Linked DNA regions of Drosophila melanogaster: region 1 is linked to region 2. The links are chromatin contacts, called in public HiChIP or PLAC-seq maps. All regions are on one chromosome and are shown on one strand. Each heading gives the region's core, a stretch centred on a gene start, on an enhancer-like site or on the middle of the called end of the contact. The rest is flanking DNA. Distances are from core to core; before and after follow the strand shown.

Region 1 (6,235 bases), core at 175-2,674, 120 kb before region 2:
ACGGGTGAACGCTTTATTTTCATTACCACGCAGGCAGGAGTTTCCTTTAAAGTTCGCAATTTTCCGGGGGGAAAAGCGAAAACAAATGATTCAGTTATCGCCCTTATCGCTGGCGGTCCAAAAAACTCCCAACTCCCAACTTTTGTGTTGCACGATTTTTGGTACGTGAGCCCTGAAAATGGCATTATATTGGATTGCGATGCGTGGCATAGTATGCCGTTTTTTGGACATGAATTATTCAAGTCGAAAGCCGAGTTAAAGCCACTTCACTAACGGGTTTTCGGTTTGGGCCTGGTCAAAAGCGACCTTCGCACTCATTTCGATTGCAGTTGCAGTTTCTGAATGTGCAGCATGGAAACGGAAGGATGCGCTGCTTCCTGTTGTGTTTGCTGCTGCACTGCGAGAAAATTTAGCCAGTTAGAGGTTTCTTTCAAATGAACCATGGCCACAAGGGCTCATTTCGGTGCGCAGTGCTGTTGTTTTACACCTTGAATTTATTTCTAAGGCTTATGGATGCGGTGCAATTCGTTTTTCTCAGTGTGCTTGGGCGAAACTTTTTGCAACTGCAGCAGATATGGCAGGGAAAAGGACGACAGGCGTGACGTTTTCAAGCAATTTGTGCCTGGGCGTTACTTTAATCTATCACGGATGCCAGGATATGGATTCTGGCCAGGAACAATCCCTGCATACGAAATGATCCAAAAGTCTATTACTATCCTTGGTCAGATAAAAGGGACACGCTTAAAGGATTCATGATGAACAAAGAGTGCTATTGCTTATGTTCGTTCAACTTTAAAGCGAATGATAACTTCGGTAATCTTAGCAAATTTTCTAGTTTTACTGATCTCTAAATCTCTAAAGTACACTATTTATAGAATGACATCTATGTACATACCAAGAAAACGTATTTAACAAACAGAAACATTATCACTACTCAAATTATAGAATGAGTAATAGAGAGCTTTAAAGATAAGGTTGTTATTATGAACTAACAAAAACCCATGTCGCTTACTCTATTCAATTTTTTTTTTACTACTTTAAAAGTAGTAAATAATAGTTGAATATATTTATTTCAATAAAATGAAAGTTCACTTTTCCCTAAAAAACAAATAGTGCAATAGAGACTGATATATGTGTCAGAGAAAGAGATGGACTTACAGCATCTACAGGTGTTCTTGTCTTGGCACTTTTCGCGTTGCACTGTCTCTTTCTCGCATGCTACCTCCTTAAGCTCACCCCCTCCCTCTTCAGTTCTCTTCTTCTTCACGGGAACAACTTCTTCTTCTTCTTCGGTGGTAATGCCGGTGATTTTGTCATTTTCGCTCGCTTTATCATTGTTTTCCATCACTTTGCTGATGCTTGCCAGTTCCTTAGACTCCAAACTATCCATCTTACAATTTCCAACAATTAATTTTGACCTGAAACTCCACAAATAAGCAACAATCAAATCGTCGAAAACTAATATGTTTATTTACTTAAAAACAGCTGACAGCAGTGCTCTTTCTCTTTCTCAGCAGTGATGTAAAACGGGCAGAGCAGTGCTGCAAAACACTACAGCCCGCGCAAATTTGAATGGCACTCAAAACGCGACAAAATATCAACTTCAGCAATGATTTTACTCTAATTTTGTTTTCTCTTCGCTAATTTCAGGTCCTGCTGGCGCCACCGAAAGACCTTGAGAAGCGAAGAGTGCGCCTGCACACATAAATTCCAATTAAACAAGGGCAAAGAAATTGAAGAACAGAAGGAGAAACCCAATAAAATATCCCAACCAGCTGCAATAGCAACAAATAGCCCGTTGAAACTTTGCTGGCCAGCGAGCCAAGTAGCCAAACATAAATAAAGGGCGCGCACATTTATTTATTACTTGACCCGAACTTTTCGCAAAATGCCAGCGGGTCGAGTGGCTGGCAAGGCCGGCTACTCCAATCACTACTACAATGGTGGGTTCTGTATGTGGATTATTCCCCTAACATTGATTTATTGTATGTTATGTTATGTTTTCTCCAGGACGCTCCTATGTGGGCATCAACGAGGAGATCATGTGGGTAAGCATCGGCATGGGCGTGACCATAGTGCTCCTGATCACGATCGCCTTGTGCTACATTGCGCGCGAGAAGTGCCAGAAGAGGCAGCGGGAGTACTACGTGACCGCATAGTTGTTGTACGCGGCCTGCCAAACGACGGAGCAGCAGGGGCATACCCGGGATGAGGTCATGGGCATGGAGGAGGGAGCTGGCAAATCGCAGAGCGCTGTCGGGGTTCCTGAGGCCAGTCCCGGGGGAGTATCACCATCGCCAGCAGGATCACAGGCAGCCGTCACCGTCATGCATTGGTCTGTGGTCGACATCTGTGCCCGCAGCTGGGGCTGACATGCCCACATGGATGTGAAAAACGAAGGAGAGCAGACACCCACGTATGTAAACCACCAGGGCCACCCAGCCGCCAGACCACAGAACCACCAGCCCATTCCACCCAGCACCACCCACCAAAAACCACAATTACTACGGAACCCCATGCGCTTCGCTGCCCAAGGCAGTTGAATGCGTGAAACTATTTTTTTTTTTTTTTGTTGGTCGTCGTCAAATGTCGCGTGCGAAACTCGTTGTAAGCATATTATATTTAGAGAAAGTTACTTTAAAATACAAACATGTTACTGAATTTGCCAAATACGAAATATATTAATATACAATATTAAATATAACGGGCTCTTGTGTTTTGCCAAATTCAACTAAAGATGTTTAAACGATATATTGTGCAATTTGAATTTAGCGCTTATGCTTCTTTTTTTCCTCATCTGGCAGCGCTATGTGCTTTTCTATGGGTAGCACTGGCGCGCTAACAGATGTAACCATACCTTTTCGCTGTGAGTGGCAAACGAAGAAGAAGAGCCACGCACGTTTTATTCAATTCGTTATTATTTACAAAAGTTTCGCGATTCTTCTTTGGTTGCGAGCATCAATTGTGCCAAAATGGTGGAAAATATATCACTGAATGTTACTGTAAAGTCGTCGGCTCGGAAAAATCAACAGGTTAGTGGCTATGTCTATGTTATTCAAGTGGTGTTTATATATTGTATATTTGATTTCAGCAGTCGCCCGCGCTTTCGGTTAAAAAACGTGCACAGAAATCCCAGGATTTCGACTTTCAATTCAATGTGGACAAGCCCAAAGTCAAGGCAATCGTTGTGCGAAGAAGGGCGCCTCCTTCGAAAGTTGAACCTACAAATTCATCAGTTCCCAATACCACGAAATCGCCGACGCCTTCAGTTTCCTCCAGCAAATCCGCAATTTCCACTCTTTCAGCATCCCCCAAAGCAAATGCATCCAACGATGATCTTATGTTCAATGTTAGCCCAACGAAACCACCTGTTAAGAGCGTTTTAGGCGACGATTTCATGCTAAATGTGACCACAAAGCCGGTGGTTGCCCAGAAAGCCAAGCCAAAAATCACACGAGCCGAAAGATTGGGCAAGAAACAGAGGCAGGGCAAGCCACTGACGAAGCTCAGCGAAGAGCAGATCACGCGGGCGCTGAAGAGCAACAAAAAGCCAAAAAATCCAAATCAATTACCCACGCCCGGTGACCTTTTCCGCGCTCAACTGGAGGAGGAGAGGCGGCAAAAGCGTCGTGAAGAGGGAGGAGGGGATCAGGAAGCCAGCGCCGATGAGGAGGATGCGAAGAACAACTCAGGAGGGGGATCTCCGAGGGTAAAACCGAGTTCAGCCGTTAAGGAGTCCAAAAAGTCATCAGATATTGAGGATTCCGGCGAATCCGGCGAAGAATCTGCAACATCCGATGAGGAACCAGATGAATCCAGTGCACAATCTCCTGGACAAGAAAAGGAACCCAAACAAACCGCGAAGAAACCACCGAAAGCCGAGGAAACCTCGTCCACAAACCGTTTTCGCACCAAGAAGATCGGCCTCTTCGACCAAAGCGACGTGGAGGCACTCAAGCAACTGGGCCAAAGAGCGGTGAAGCCCGTCAAGGAGACCATCTTTACAGGCTCTAAAATATCCACGTTGGGACTGCATCCTCATGCTGTAAAGAACTTGGAGGATCTGCTTAGCATTCGAGAGCTAACTAGCGTGCAGCAGAAGACCATTCCCGAAGTTCTCCAGGGCAAGGATGTGCTCGTACGTTCGCAGACGGGCTCGGGAAAGACCCTGGCATATGCTCTACCCTTGGTGGAACTGTTGCAGAAACAGCAGCCACGGATACAGCGAAAGGATGGCGTGCTGGCCCTGGTGATTGTACCCACCAGGGAGCTGGTGATGCAGACATACGAACTCATCCAGAAGCTGGTCAAGCCGTACACATGGATAGTGCCCGGTTCTTTGCTGGGTGGCGAGAGCAGGAAAAGCGAAAAGGCCAGGCTAAGAAAGGGCATCAACATACTGATAGGCACACCTGGTCGTCTGGTGGATCACCTGCTGCACACGGCCTCCTTCAAGCTGACCAAACTGCAGTTCCTCATACTGGACGAAGCAGATCGCCTGCTGGAGCTGGGCTACGAACGCGATGTCAAGCAGTTGGTGGAGGCCATTGACAAGCAGCGTGCGGAGTGCGAGGACAAGGAGCTTCCCCAGCTGCAAAGGATGCTGCTGAGTGCCACTTTGACTTCGCAGGTCCAACAGCTGGCCGGTTTGACCCTCAAGAATCCCCTGTACATAGACAACAGCGACGAGGCGGCGAGTGCGGCGCTGAAGAGCAAGGATGGCTACCAAAAGGAGACCATAGAAGCCTTGCTAGAGGTGGACGACGGACTGGGCGAGTACCAGGAGGATGTGACGGGTGTGCTGAGTATTCCCGAGAACCTGCAGCTCAGCTATGTGGTGGTGCCGCCAAAACTACGTCTGGTGGCACTGTCTTCGCTGCTGGCCAAGGAAGTGGACGCCAGTCCCAAGCAGTTCAAGGCGATTGTGTTCATGAGCACCACGGAGATGGTGAACTTCCATCACGACATGCTCAACGAGGCGTTGACCAGGCGAGTTCTCGACGAGGAGGACGAGCAGGAGAAAGGTGATTCGGATGACGACGGCGACATACCTTTACTGCAGGGTCTGCGCTTCTTCAAGTGAGTTGCTTTGATGTTTTGTAATGAATTGCACCTCCTAAGTGCTTGTTTCTTCCACAGACTACATGGCTCCATGACGCAGACGGAACGGCAGGGCGTTTTTCGTGGCTTCCGCGATTGCGCCAGCTGCGTCCTGCTGGCCACCGATGTGGTGGGTCGTGGCATCGATGTTCCCGACATAAAACTGGTGGTGCAGTACACGCCGCCGCAAACCACCGCCGATTTTGTTCACCGCGTGGGTCGAACGGCTCGAGCGGGCCGAAAGGGCAGAGCCGTGCTCTTCCTGACGCCCAGCGAGGCCCAGTTCGTGCGGCATCTGGAGAAGAAGCGCATCCGCATCCAGCAGGGCGACATGTACGCCTACCTGCAGACCCTGCTGCCCAAGGACGATGAGGCCAGGACGGTGCAGGAGGCGGCCTCCAATCTGCAGCACAAGTTCCAGACGCTGCTCGAGGATGATCGCGAACTACACGACAAGTCCTGCAAAGGTAGGTTCCTCTATTACGGCTGCACTCCTGCTATAATACGTCTTTCACTTGAATTGCTTTTGAAAGCTGTGCATTTCTAATGTATCTGAGTATAGAATGTTTATCTTTTGAGTCGCTTTAACTGATTTTCCCTTCGTTAATGCTGACTGCAATCAATACCAATTAATCGTACCATTACCACAAGCAGGCTGTCGGATTTTTCGTATTCAGAATATACGGAGAACCCCTACGTATCCTGTGGCATTGGACGAGTTCCCATGGCACTTACTTTTCCAATTGCCCCAACTCCGATATCCCTGGACAAACTAGCAATTTAATCCTTTCACCAAAGAACATTAACTTTGTAATTACGATTTTTTACAACACTCGGGTGGCTGAATACAAAAAAGGCACCAAGACAAACACACAAACTCTCGGCTATTTTTCCAATTATAAGTTGGAAGCCCGGGCCACGCCCCCGCTCTTTTGACCGCCCCCAGACGGGCGCAGTTATCATCCACGGGGCAGCGCGCGTTAAAAACACAAAAATTATTTCATATTTGAAGTTAATTTCGATTGCGTGTCAAATGATTCCCCCACTTCCGCTCCGCTCCGTTCTGTTCTGTTCGCTCCTTCGACGACCTCCAACCACCCAACCACCCCGCCCAACACCACCCCCTCTCGACCAC
Region 2 (7,161 bases), core at 3,285-5,784:
GGCCATAATTCGAGTAGAATCCATTCCCGATTTTTTTGGATTTGTAATAGGCATACAACTTTTAACATTAAAATTGTTCAAGCATTTCCAATTTTTGAACGACTTACAAAAGGTGAGCTTAAAATTATTGCAAGTTGTTATGACTGAAAAAAAAACGAACTATATATTTTAGAAGGGTATTTAAAAATGGCACTCGAAGTTCTCTCTTCACACCCGGGTCCTTGCTGTTGTTGCTGCTGTTATTCCTCGACGGATTATAATTTTCTTTTCCGTTTCAATGCATTTCATTTCCGTGCCAACGCACGAACGACCCTTGATCCCATCTGTATGCCAATGTGTGTGTGTGTGTGTGTGTGTGTGTGTAATTGTGTACTTTGTATTTTTGCATTTTTGACTCAATTACAATTTTCATGCAAAACCAGCAGCCAAAAGGAGGAAATAGCAGGGGCGTGGAAATAGTCGCAAGCATAAGTAATATTCCCGGTAATCGGATTACATAATGTGATCAGAATAAGACATCAAACAAGAAGCTCTATTTTCTTTTATTTCTTTGAAATTCTCAAATTTTCTGATTTGAATTCAAATTTGGATTATTTCCTTGATTTTCTTACTTTTCAAATATTCCAATTTGATTACGTTTTTACAAATTGGGCGGGAAGTTACGAAACTATTGCTTTTGTGTGAATGGTCTTTTTTGGAGAGTGTTGCCAGATCCATGCAAATATATAAACGCAGTGCTGCCAAAGCATGATAGCAAAGCAGAACAATGCTACCCATCATTTCAGTCAATATCGTATATTTAATTAGTTATAACGGAAAACATGAACAATTAACAAATTTCGAATATATGCTAAACGCAATGGTGGTCATTTGGATAAAAAAAGTTAAAATTATTCAACAAGCAAGCCATCACCTTACTCACCTTTATAACACAAAAATAACATACACTTTTTCTTCACCGCCCAGAAATAAAAGACAACCAACTTTCTTAATCCTTCTGCTTCATTCTTATTTTTTCTCAATAAAACACTTAGATCTAATTTTGTTACACGTTTCTTAGCTTTCATGCTTCTCGATTACTCAAAACATAGGAATTTAAATTATTGGAAAAAAAAAATTTCAATTATGATTTAAACAATCGCACGCACACGCAACAGTACCGCCTAAAACTAACAGAAGAACTTAATGTGGCCACACGATTCCTATTCTCACTTTCACTTAATTTATTTCAATTTATTTCTCCCTATTGCCGCACACACCCTTCGCTCCCTTCGCGACATATCGATATATATATATAAAGCTGATCTGTCTGACACCGAAATTAAGGAGTGGGAATAGTGGGAGGAGTAACGAAAGGGGGGTCCTGCAATCGAACTCAAACTCTAGTTAAACATGGGGTTGTGTAGTATATGTATGGCGTTGGCTACTACATAAAAAAAATTTTTTTTCCTGTATACAAATCAACTACTGAGAACAACAGTATGCTCATTTGAAAAAAGAGGGAAAAGGGAAATTCTAGTCATATCGCGCAGGTTTTTTTTAAAATGCTATCGATGAGTTTTGGGACCGAAGACCCCGCTCGAAAGCGGAGGAGGATGCCGAATGCTAGATGCTGGACGCCGCGCTCATTGGGTGTGCGCGGTTATCACGATGTTGATTTGCGGATAGATATCCGGCTTCACCTCCGACGTAATCAGCTGCACCATCCGCTGCTGCAGTTCGTCCTGGCTGGCCTGCGTACCGGGCGGTATCATCCAAATGGCATCTGTTTGAACGAAATGCATTGAAATGGGACATTAGAAGTGGGTTCTTAAACTTAATATACTACATACAGTCTGCGACTATAAAGATGGTCGTTAAGAATTATTTACAGAATAAATACATTTTTAAGGAAAACAAAAATCCTATCAGTGTGACTAGATTGTTGTTTTTCTTTTGCTTTGTTCATGCCAATTTATGTACTTGATACCCATGCTCATAAGCTTAGTTTTTTACTTCGAGGATTGAGTATACTAAATTACGTGCAACAATTCTGGTTTGCTAGCTCAGCGTTTGATTCTAGTTCTAAGATCGAGTGCTGTCTCTTGCTCACCGCCAAAGTACCAGCCATTTGAAGTGCACAGCCGCCACATTGTCGGCGGCTGCGTGGGCATCATATCGGCCAGGATATCACAAGTTTCGCCCGGACGTAGGGCGGGCACATTGATGCGCTGCGTCTGGATGGGCGAGGTCAGATAGCAGTTGTTCGGCCAGCGCTCGGTGCCATCGTTCTGCAGCTGAAACGCTTGCTGCTGAGCATTCACTTGCTTCTCCTGGACGATCTTCATCGAAGGCAGCGACTGTAAGCTGCAGAAGTCCAGATAGCAGCCCACCGCCGTCTGCAGGCTCCTATAAATGTGAAAAAATTTGATTAATATGACGAAATTCAACTGGGTTATTAGCAATATGTTTCTAGATGTACATAGTTGGCCTATTCATATCATATATTAAAGAGAACTGAACTTTATAACATATTACAGAAATCAGAACTACTTGAGAGCTAGCTCTAATTTACAAAGATATATCTTTAATTTTATAGCGTCTCTTTAAGTTCTTTTGAGATAAGGCCCTAGAGGGAATTTAAGATAGCGCTTTAATTTTCCTGTTTATAGTTTATAAAGTGTTATTTATCACCATGACAAACTCAAAAATCTACGTTTGTAATCTATAAATGTGTATTCATCAAGCTGGAGGCAATGAAACACAACAATGTAAAATTATTCATAATTCAATAATTATGCATTGTTCTAAATTGTGTATGTTAAAATATAAGAAAGTATGTTAAAATAAAAGAAAAAGGCCTCGATAACATCGCCCATGATGATCGTACCATGGGGATTTCTGAGTACATATGTATATCATTACTAGTAACACATCTTTAAGTAAAATATAGTTTATAAAGACTATAATATGTCCAGAACGCAGGGAAGAAGCTTAAATTCAATGGATTATGAAACATTCTGTGTTCTAACTCCATTTGGAATATTAAACCACAATGGATTTGAGATATTTTACTTATAGCTATATCCTTACCAGTTACTCATCTCTAGGTAAAACCTGGCCGATTCCCGGTTCATCTGGTTGTTCATTAGGCTCTGAAACTGGCTGATGAGGTCTTCGTGGTCCGTGGTGCCCATACAGCTGAACTGTTGCAGCAACAGGGAGTCGATATCGAAGTCGTTCGTCGGTAGACACTTGATCGTGGATGCGGATGCGTTAGCGGTTGTTGCGGATGGACTGGGACTCAGATTTGAGTTGGGATTCGCATTCGAATTTGGACTGTTGTTCGGAGCGGAGTGCGGCCCTGGGGGCGCGGGCAGGGGAATGGCCATCATGGGATTTGTGGTTGTTGTTGTATTGGTTGTGAGCCCGAATAACGGTTCACATTGCATCTGTTGTTGCTGCTGCTGCTGGCTGTCCGAATTTGGATTCGGATTCGGATTTAGATTCAGATTCATGTTCATGTTCTGCATCTCGGCGGCGTTTTCGTAGTTCTCCTCCACATCCATCTCGCTCACTGTCTTGATCTCGCTCTGTCTTTCTCTCACAGTTTGTCTCCTTTGTTTGCTTTCTCCCCCTTTCTTTCTGTAATTAATATATCAAATCAAAATCGCAATCAAATGAAAATGCGTTTTACGCTTTTGTTGTTGTTTCAGCACTTGTACACGCACGCACACCGACGCACGCTTGGTTGGAAATACTCGCAAGCACGCGCGCACACACAGATGCAGCAGCTGGTTTTAAAGGGCGACAAAAACAACAACAGCGACGGTCACCATGGCCAAGGGGGCGAGGCGGGGGGCGTTTCGGCTTCCAGCGTCCGCTGGCGTGACCTGTGACCTCAAAGAAAGCCGAAAAGCGATCGCTTCAAAGCGAAGAAATGCGGGAATAAAATAAAAAGGCAACAATACTGGACCCTGCGGTGTGACCAGGCGATTCTATTCTTTTAGACAAAAGAAGAGGAACCGTGGCGAGCCGACCGCGAAATACTACCCGATAGCGGAAAAATACTAAACGTTTATGTTTGTTAACATTGTAATATGATGTGCGTCAAAGAAAGAGATAAAGAAATATCTTTTTCGAATTCACCTCCTAATAAAGAAAAATAACTGAATAAAAAACGTCCCCATAATTCAAATTCCAACGTTCTTCAATTGCTGCTAACTCAACAACGGAAATTCTACGCACATGTAAAATGTAAAAAAAATAAATTTGCGCACATAACTTAGCATAAGCAGCTTTAAGCTTTTTTTAAATTCTCTTCCAAGCTTAAATTAACTATATTTAAACTTGAAGAAAAACAATGTGCTGTCTATTATGACATTAAGAGGTATTTCAATTCTATCGAAAATTTAAGTTCAAATGGAATACTGTGCTCAGTTTTGGAAATATCGCGGTAAGTACCACCGTATTTTTGTAGGTTTTTCAAATTCCAAAACGGGCACACTGTTTTCGCTCCGTTGTCTTCTTTCATTTCTCACAATACAACCTGCAATTTAGTTTTCTGTTTGTTGTTAAACATCTAACAAAAGCGCTTCGCACGCACAGCAAACCGGTCGATTCCGAATTCAGACGTGCTAAATAACGTTTGAAAACAAAATTTGCTCGGTTGACGTTGTAAATAACAACACGGAGGCTTTAAATCTGGCTTCATCTTTTTTTTTTTGGTAAAAACCAGCAACAAACAAAACCAGCAACGAGTGTGTATGGGTGAAAAGTTAAGAAAAAAGTAAAAGAAGTTTAAGAATATTAGCACAGAAACGCACAAATACATAGATACGTATAGGAAAAGGAGCGCGCGGTAAAACAAAAAAGAAGAGGAGCAAAAAGAAGAAAATCGCCGACTGCGAAAACGGCGACAAAGTGAAATTGATTATAAACGGATAATTTATTTAAAATAATTACCAATCAGCGGCGTCAGTTATAAATAATTAAGAAAGTCAAGAAGAAAAGCAGCAGCAGCACACCACACACACATCGGCAGCGAAAATGGCAACACTTAACAAATTCACAAAAACGCTGTCCATTGATGAAAAGGCGGAGATCAAGGAGAAATTCATAGAGGTGAGATGACAAAAAGAGCAGCAAAACGAAATGGTTTTAGCAATGGCAATAGCAACATTCAATCAATAAGAGTCATAGGTGGCAAATTGTTGAAATTCAAATTGAATGACTCACACACACACGCACGCATGAGGCGCAGGAAGAAAACCGTTAAGCGGTGCATGTGGGCGTCGGCGTTGACAATGGGGAGCAGCGACGCTGACGCCAACGCCGGCTGCGCAGCCGACAGCGCGGCTGGCCTTCAACAGTGCAAAGCAACCCCCCATGAAGTGGACTTAAGCGAAGAAGAAGCAGTGGCGGGGGCAGCAGGAGCAGGAGAAGAACAGAGTCGGACTTTGAAAGGGTCTTACCACTCCGATTTTAGTTCATGTTCTTGCTTAGTTTTTAATCGACAAAGAAGCAGAACCAGCAAGAAGTTAATTAAATTGGGAATTGTAAAACTAAAACTTAACTTAATCAGCTGGCACGAATGTTGGACAGGAGAAGAGGAAATCGTACAAGAACAGAGATCAAATTTTGCATTACACTTACGAGAGTAACTTAGTCCTTTAGCCCTTCAAAATCCCCCCTTGATCCGCCACTGGAAAAGACCGTGAAAAGAAGCAAAGACAAGCATCGCTAGCTAACGGTTAATGCGCTGCGCCCGCTGCTGCATATGCCAGTGCGAGGGAGAGGGGCGCGTGCGTGGATGTGGGTGGGAGGGGACAGCAGATGAGCAAACAAGTTTCCCTTTCCCGCATCTCTTATCTCCCGCTCTTCGCACAGTGGAGAGTCGTTATCAAGAGTACGAGAAGCAAGAGGAAAAAATTACTTTAATTTGTACTATAAAGTGAATTTTGTTTTTGATTTCTTTATGTGTATTGTGTATTGTGGTAAATTGGAATGCAAAAGCTGTTGACGAATATTGCACTTATCAAACTGTCTGAGCCATGTACCGTAAAAACGAAACTAGATAAACCAAGCCGACATCCACAGTAGACACATTACTTTGTCTTGTCACCGCCTCGATAAAGTATGCAAATATTTCTTATCGTGCATCGAGAATTTCCTTCGAATGTTTACAGAAGAAAACACTTTTTTGTCTTATTTTTTGGGTGGAGCCCTCTGCAACTGCAAAGCCCAAAACGAAATCATTACGAGTATAAGGGCAGCGCATGCGTGGAGAAACGCAAGTTCAATGCCGCAGTCGGCGTCGCTGCCCATCCCCCATAGTGACTAATGCTAAAAGCAAACTAAAAAATAACACAACAATGTTGACACCAACCAACCAACCATCATCTTTCACTTGACGAACGAATCTTTCTTGCGAATTTCGCGAGAATAATATTTGGGCAAGGCCAGCGGTATAAAGTTAGCGTATAACGTGCATTTATTTCCATACCATGACACCACGTAAAAGTCGCTCTACTGCCACCCCTTTTTTTTGGTGGGGTTCGCAGGGGGCGGAGTGGAATAGCATGAAAACCAGTTTCTGCTTAAACTAAAAATAAATATAAAAATCACAGGCCAGGGCACATATATACAAGCCCCGTCACCGGGAGAGCGTGAAAAACTACGTCTCAGCTCGGTCGCAGCTTCAATTCAGATTCAGATATCTGCTCTCAAACGCAAGACAAGTCGCACAGTGGGTCGCCGGCGGTTGGCCCTACGAAATGAATTCAAAAACCATACATCGGTATTGCCGACAATAGGAGTGCTTATTCGGTTTCATTGAATATCATTCAATCTTGTTATTACTATGTTACATTTATAGTTTTGAGCATTGCTATTCATTATATACATGCATAAGTACTAACACTATTGCAGTGAACTTCGCAATCAAGCAACATTCGATACCTACAATTCGTAGTTTTTGACCCACTGTGCATTCGTCACCTTGGTTCAGGGGGCAACCGGAGTCGAGCAATTTTCGTTCAATTTTATGCACACACTTAATAGTTTACAATTGTTTCTTGCTGATTTTCGCTCGCCCGACTGCTCGAATCCCGCTCTGCATTTGGCATTTGGCTTTTCGCTGAGCTCGTAATTCCCGGCAATTCCGAAACCAAAAAAAGAGGA

The links. HiChIP or PLAC-seq counts read pairs in DNA pulled down with a chosen protein or histone mark.
Region 1: a contact with region 2 is called in an H3K27ac HiChIP or PLAC-seq map of the Kc167 cell line, with 8 times the contacts expected there. The contact joins the promoter of ENGase here to the promoter of Fim in region 2. A contact is called at or near these places in 50 of 107 Hi-C or Micro-C datasets (the D17-c3 cell line, the Kc167 cell line, the ML-DmBG3-c2 cell line and 21 more) and 3 of 6 datasets of contacts at active chromatin or transcription factors (all in the Kc167 cell line).

Annotation. Positions count from the first base shown.
Region 1 is chrX:17,418,780-17,425,014 of dm6, reverse strand. It overlaps ENGase (Endo-beta-N-acetylglucosaminidase), which reads right to left and starts at 1,424. Exons shown (of 4, transcript NM_132987.2): 1 at 1,159-1,424. The coding sequence starts at 1,390. CG12994 reads left to right here. Exons shown (of 3, transcript NM_144231.2): 2 at 1,651-1,943; 3 at 2,011-2,695. The coding sequence starts at 1,889. The coding sequence ends at 2,159. It overlaps CG46464, which reads left to right. Exons shown (of 3, transcript NM_001382168.1): 2 at 1,651-1,943; 3 at 2,011-2,695. The coding sequence starts at 2,217. The coding sequence ends at 2,372. It overlaps CG8611, which reads left to right and starts at 2,870. Exons shown (of 5, transcript NM_176749.2): 1 at 2,870-3,032; 2 at 3,092-5,079; 3 at 5,140-5,567. The coding sequence starts at 2,973.
Region 2 is chrX:17,299,302-17,306,462 of dm6, reverse strand. Fim (Fimbrin) reads left to right here and starts at 4,534. Exons shown (of 5, transcript NM_078661.4): 1 at 4,534-5,103. The coding sequence starts at 5,029. It overlaps CG5445, which reads right to left. Exons shown (of 5, transcript NM_001298442.1): 3 at 3,073-3,624; 4 at 2,093-2,388; 5 at 988-1,765. The coding sequence starts at 3,548. The coding sequence ends at 1,626.